2 separate regions of the Sus scrofa genome follow, and region 1 is linked to region 2. The links are chromatin contacts, called in public promoter capture Hi-C maps. All regions are on one chromosome and are shown on one strand. Each heading gives the region's core, a stretch centred on a gene start, on an enhancer-like site or on the middle of the called end of the contact. The rest is flanking DNA. Distances are from core to core; before and after follow the strand shown.

Region 1 (3,035 bases), core at 340-2,839, 190 kb after region 2:
TTAAGGATCCGGTGTTGCCTTGAGCTGTGGTGTAGGTCACAGACACGGCATGGATCCCACGTTGCTGTGGCTGTAGTGTAGGCCGGCAGCTGTAGCTTTGATTGGACCCCTAGCCTGGGAACGTCCATAGGCTGCAATTGCAGCCCTAAAAGGCAAAAACAACAACTAAAGGCTCAGTATGCCTAGAATCAGGACAAAAATGAGTGTTGAAGACTACTGCCGCTGCGCTATGGTGACTGTACAAAAAACTTGTGGTTTTGTTTTTTTTTTATTACTTGTACTCTCAGACGGCAACTTAGTTACCAAATTCCAGAGGAGGAACAGGAGAAATCTCACTGGAAGAAGCTGTTTTCTTATCTAGATTTAATAACTCTACTGAGAAGTGGTAAAAAATGAGGCAAGGTAAGGAAAGCAGGTTTAGAAGATGCTGGCCAACCTCATGGATTTTGGCAGGTGAACTGGAACCTGCCATCACTGAGAAGGGTGTGGCCCTAGTTTCCAGGCTCTTTCCAGTTAGTTTCCGTACTCTTTTGTTTTATCCCCACCTGAGGCATATGGAAGTTGGGGGGGGGGGGAGGCAGGGACCCAAGCCAGGGACCACAGCAGCGACCATGCCAGATCCTTAACCCACTGTGCCACAAGAAAATGCCAATTTACATACTCTTAAAGCATGGCTCCCATCACACCGTTCTGCTGCCAAACAATCCTCACTGGTTCCTTACCAGAGCCAAGACTTTGGCTTGGTCTCCAGCACTCTAAGCTTCTCAAGGAAACTAACACGCCTTTCATAGCGCTTGGCTATTACTTCGGTGTGCATCTGTTTTCTCCAGGATGCCAAGAGGAATGTCAGTGTCTTTACTTCACTAACAGTTAATAATTACTGTTTGAAAAGGAATGTAGAGAAAGCATTGGGTGCGGCTACCTTGCTGAGCCCGAACTCATCCACTTCATCTGGGGGGATGCCGTAGTTACCGATCAGAGGATATGTCAGCACTAAGATCTGTGCTTTGTAGGAAGGGTCTGTGAGAGCCTCAGGGTAGCCGACCATACCGGTTTGAAACACTGTAAGAAAGATGCAAGACTGGGGCTCAGGCGGGGCACCCTTCGGAGCACTGCCCCGCGCGATGAGAGCGCCCCAGCGCAGGCTGCCTCGACCGTGAGGGATAAAAGGGGCTAGGCTGGTAAAAGGCGGGGTACGGAGTGTGCAGGCGGGAAAATGGCGGGGTCTGGGCAGGGCAGGTTGGGCAGAAAAGGGCAGCAGAGTGGGATGAGGTTGGCAGCCGGCCCGAACTTGCTTACCCACTTCCCCGGCAGTCGACACAGCAGCCCCAAAAGGCTGGCCCCGCAGGACCGACCCGTCCTCCAACACCAGGGCCGCCATGGGAACGGAGCTCAGAGGCGGGGATGAATACAGACAAGCGGGAAGCGCAGCAAGCCCCAGCCGATGCTGGAACCACGTGAGGATGGCGCGCCCGGAGTCGGTCCACGTGGCCAACCGCGCCGGTGTCTGGAGCAAGAGCGGTGTGGAAAGCGCAAGAGCCCAGGCGCGATGGGCGGCGGGGAACTGCGGCGGCGCAGGCAGCTGGCGGCGTGAGGGGCGGGGCCGGAAACGTAAGGGGCGGGGCCAGGGCGCGGCAGGGTTGCCTCACCTCCTCTCCCCCACGCCAGGCGAGGGGTAACCTGAGAAAACCGGCCCTCCCAAAGTAGCTTCTCCCACCCCAACCAATAAACACACAAAGCCAAGCCAGGGCACCTTCCCTTAAAAGAAAAAAAAAAAAGGGAGAAAGAGAGAAGCAAAAGAAAAAATTTATTATGGTCAACAGCACAAATGAGAACTGATACTAGTCCACTCCTGGGCTGGTGCGTCTGCAACACACTGAGGTTATGCAAATTTCCATCTTCTTTCTAACAACGACTTCCGGTCATCTTTGCTGACCAACGATGTCTAGGAAGCAAATCCCCCTGGCTGGGCTAAGATGGGGATGATCTTTAGGTCAGTAAGAAGACCTCTGTGGTTCATGAAGCCTTGGCTTTTCGGCGTTGAGTCCCCCAAAGCAGGATGGAAATGGATAATGTTGTGGATCCCAGAATACCGAAGAACATGAGCAGTGAGAATGAGCCCTGTGAATAACAAACCCAAAAAACTTCATACAGGATTACACCAAGGGCTTACAACCCAACACCCAGTTCTACCCTAGTATACCAGTGCCCTCATCCAGGGCAATTCTCTTATAGTTTCCTTCTCTGGGTGACTTGAATCAGCTTCTGGTCTGATGGCTTTTTTTTTTTTTTTTGTCTTTTCCAGGCCGCTCCCGCGGCACATGGAGATTCCCAGGCTAGAGGTCCAGTCGGAACTGCAGCAGCCAGCCTACGCCAGAGCCACAGCAACGCGGGATCTGAGCCGTGTCTGCGACCTACACCACAGCTCACGGTAACACCGGATCCTTAACCCACTGAGCAAGGCCAGGGATGGAACCCGCAACCTCGTGGTTCCTAGTCGGATTCTGTTGCAAGACATGTTTCCTTGAAAACTCCATCTTGTCCTTCTTTACTTTATCCCATCTTCTTGTCTTATTTTATCCCATCTTCCTTCTTGGAGAAACAGTCACAGTGCTGGTAAATGACTTAAGCTTAAGAGCAAAGACCTAAAGGCATAAGTGACTTAAGTTTAAGAACTGTTATGTGCCTAGAGGTCAGAGTAAGAGCTTAACCCTTTACCACCTAAGTGGCTTTCTAAACAAACCCTGTATCATCCACCCATAGCCACTCCTCACTTAATCTCACAATAAAAGCAGTGTGGTTTCTTGAGGCAGGGCTCTTGGTCCCTGAGACCTTGAGTCCCTGGCTCCCACCTATACTTAAGATAAATGTCCCAGTGTCTTGTTTTATGTTAACTATTTTTCCTTAAGTTCCACAGCACCCGTTCTTCAGCCCCATCCTGCTGAGCTGGCCCCGGCAGGATTCATTAACCACTGAGCCACGACGGGAACTCCTGATGGCTCTTCTTTTAAAGAGGTACTTGCTCTATGCATTTC
Region 2 (2,808 bases), core at 299-2,798:
GCCTGCATCAGAGGGCAAGCAGCACAGCAAAGGGCTCAACCCAGTTCTAAGAGTGGTCCCGGCCACCACCTGTGTCCCAGGCTACAATCCTCCTGGTCCATTACCTGTCCCTAAACCCAGCTTTTCTGTGATGTCCGGATTTCATGAGTTTGATCCAGTAACTGCTCATTTTCCTGCCTTTTACATTTGGGAAGTTCAAGCTCTGTCATTTCCTCCAGCTACAGAAGAGGGTGGGGTTAGTGCTGCAGCCCTGAATTATAATTCAGCATCTTTTCAACTCAGTGTGTGTTGAATGAACCCTTACTGTTCATCTTCCTTACCTGTTCCTGTAGCCCTGCCCTCCTACAGGGCCCAACCCCACGCAGGGTGAGCGCAGCCACACAGCAGTAGCCAGACAGAGCAGCCTCCGCTGCAGACATGAGCAAAGATGGGATCCAAAGAGCCAAGGCTGTATCCTAAAGTGAAGGGAGAGTGGGAGACTAGCGGGAGCAGGCAGGAGTGGCACAGTAGGGACAATTAAAAGGCAGGACCCCGGCTCTGCGGACTGCAGAAAGGCTGGCGAGAAAATAGACTCACATAGATTCTGGTGGGATCAAAGGGGCAGTCAGCGTGTCCATGCCCCTCGTCCAGGGGTAGCAAAGGATCCAGCAGTCCTGGGTGGCAGTCAGCAATAAGACGCCGGCCGCCATTGGCTATAGTCAGTGACACAGCGAGGAGGAGCCCCAGGGAGCAGGCCGCAGACAAGAGAAGGTTCACCAGAGCTAGTGCCAGTAGGGCCCAGTGCTGGCAGGGGCAGAAGATCAGGGTGAGCAGCCTGGGGGGGCAGGGACGGCAGACTCTCCCACCGACCAGACACCTCGATTATTCTCTGAGGCACCTCCTCCCACTGCAGATAAAGCGGAGTCAGCCCCCATTTCCCAGATTCCAGGCCTCCTCATCAAAGTTCCAGAAATCCCCTCACCAGTTGTGGGCGAAGAAGGTTCCTGGATGCCAAGAGGGCCACAAGTCCCAGGGAAACACTCTGGAAGACAAAAAACTTGAGGCCCGCGCAGCTCTCTGGGGCCACCCGCCCGGCCACCCGCGGCCCGTCCCTACTGCGCTCACCAGCAGCCCAGAGCCCACGGAGATGATATTGGCGGTGGTGTACTCCGGGGTGACGGCGCCGCGGGGATTGGCCACGTGCCGCAGGACGGTGCCGTGCAGCACGGCCCCCAGCAGCAGGTTCACGTGGCCCACCAGGATGAGCGCGAGGCCCACGCGCATGAGCCGCGGGGGCCCGCGGTCCGCGTCTGCAAAGCAGGGGGGGAGGGGCAGACCTGAGCCGGAGCGGACCGAGGGCACCAGGGGCCCTGGGGCGGGTCGAGGGTGGGCGCGGAGGAGCACGCCGCCGCCGCCACCCCGCCACCGCCACCGGAGGGGCCGGAAATTACCGAAAGTGCAGAGGCGGCAGCGCTTCATCCCGTCGCTGGAGCTCGCCGCGGGGCAGCCCTACCTGGCCCGGGCCCCGCCCCCGCTGCCCGGCCAGTTCCGCCCGCCCAGCGCACCTGCCGCCCGCCTCCGCGCCCCCTAGTGGGGACGGCGCGCGCAGACACACACACACACACACACACAACGCGCGCGCGCACACACACACACACACACACATACGACGCGCACGCGCACACACACACACACGACGCGGTAGCAAAAAGTAGACTTTTATTACAGCAGCAACTGAGGCGAATCGAATGGCCCCCCAGGGCCACCACTGCAGCACCACCCTTCTCTCCCGCCCCGTCCGCCCCAGCGGGATTGTAGAATGCAGCTCCCCCGGCGCCCGTGGGCTTCCTTTCCACACAGGCTGGGCGGGAGCCGGCAGGTCAGCTACGTGCCCCCAACTAGAAGGCGGCTGCTGAGAAGGCCCGGGCCCACGTCTGTGCAAAACAAGTAAACAAAGTGCAGAGGGAGGGAAGAGACGGGGAGGGGCAGGGAGGGTGATGCTCAGAACCAGGGGGCCCCAAAGCCCTCCTGAATAACAAAGGAGAGAGGGGCCTCACAGGGTAATACTGACTGGGGGGAGGGGCGGGGGCTGCGGCGCGCCTGGTGACAGCCACAGCGCAGGTTGGGGCCTGGCCCGAGGAGCTCTAAGAGGAGACGGTGACAGCGGCTGAGTTGAGGGTGCTGTTCCTGGCGAAGTTGAACTTGTTCAGGGTCTCCTCCAGCAGGGAGGTCAGTCGGCTCTGGTCGGCCTAGAGGAGAGAGCTGGGTGAGGCGGCCGCAGGGGACGGCGGGGACAGCGCGGCGGCCGGGCCGCGGGGGGCAGCGCCTCACCTCACTGATGAAGCCCAGCTGCACCAGCTCAGCCGCCAGCTCGGGGATGTTCTCGTCTGACAGAGAAACGGGAGAGCGTGAGCACAGAGCCCGAGGCGGGGCCGCGGCCCTGGCCACAGCCCCGGCGGGGTGACCCTGGCTGGGAAGGAAGGACACAAGCAGGACTGTCAGGGCCACCCTCCAGTTGCAGGGGCTAAGATATTCACTCTACAGCAGTGGAGCTGTCACTGCCCGGTCGCCTTCCCCACCCCCGAATGTGTCCGTGGCAGATAAGGCTCACGGACTCCCCATCCTCTGAGGGTAAGGAGACTCACTTGGCATCAGGTCACAGCTCAGGTGCCGGTTCAGTTTGTCCTCTAGCTTCAGCAGAAGCGTCAGCTGGAGAAGGGGACAGTCAGGCCACGAGGCTCCGCCGACCCCCCCTCCGCCGCCCCGGCCTCCGCGCCCCGGCCCCGAGCCTTACGTGGTGTTTGACACCCTCCTCCACCGACTCGATGT

What was found. Promoter capture Hi-C pulls out the DNA fragments that hold promoters and counts their contacts.
Region 1: a promoter capture Hi-C map of fetal liver shows a contact between it and region 2, with 2.6 times the contacts expected there. The contact joins the promoter of CAD here to the promoter of KRTCAP3 in region 2. A contact is called at or near these places in 2 of 5 promoter capture datasets (fetal liver and fetal skeletal muscle) and 1 of 47 Hi-C or Micro-C datasets (epiblast stem cells).

Annotation. Positions count from the first base shown.
Region 1 is chr3:111,912,922-111,915,956 of Sscrofa11.1, forward strand. CAD (CAD protein) reads right to left here and starts at 1,590. Exons shown (of 46, transcript XM_021087696.1): 1 at 1,300-1,590; 2 at 923-1,062. The coding sequence starts at 1,381. ATRAID (all-trans retinoic acid-induced differentiation factor) reads right to left here. Exons shown (of 8, transcript XM_003125294.4): 8 at 1,789-2,121. The coding sequence ends at 2,017.
Region 2 is chr3:111,718,697-111,721,504 of Sscrofa11.1, forward strand. It overlaps KRTCAP3 (keratinocyte-associated protein 3), which reads right to left and starts at 1,549. Exons shown (of 7, transcript XM_021087684.1): 1 at 1,431-1,549; 2 at 1,105-1,289; 3 at 962-1,021; 4 at 577-783; 5 at 321-455; 6 at 105-218. The coding sequence starts at 1,458. The coding sequence ends at 111. It overlaps NRBP1 (nuclear receptor binding protein 1), which reads right to left. Exons shown (of 18, transcript NM_001244239.1): 15 at 2,774-2,808; 16 at 2,625-2,688; 17 at 2,311-2,366; 18 at 1,682-2,228. The coding sequence ends at 2,124.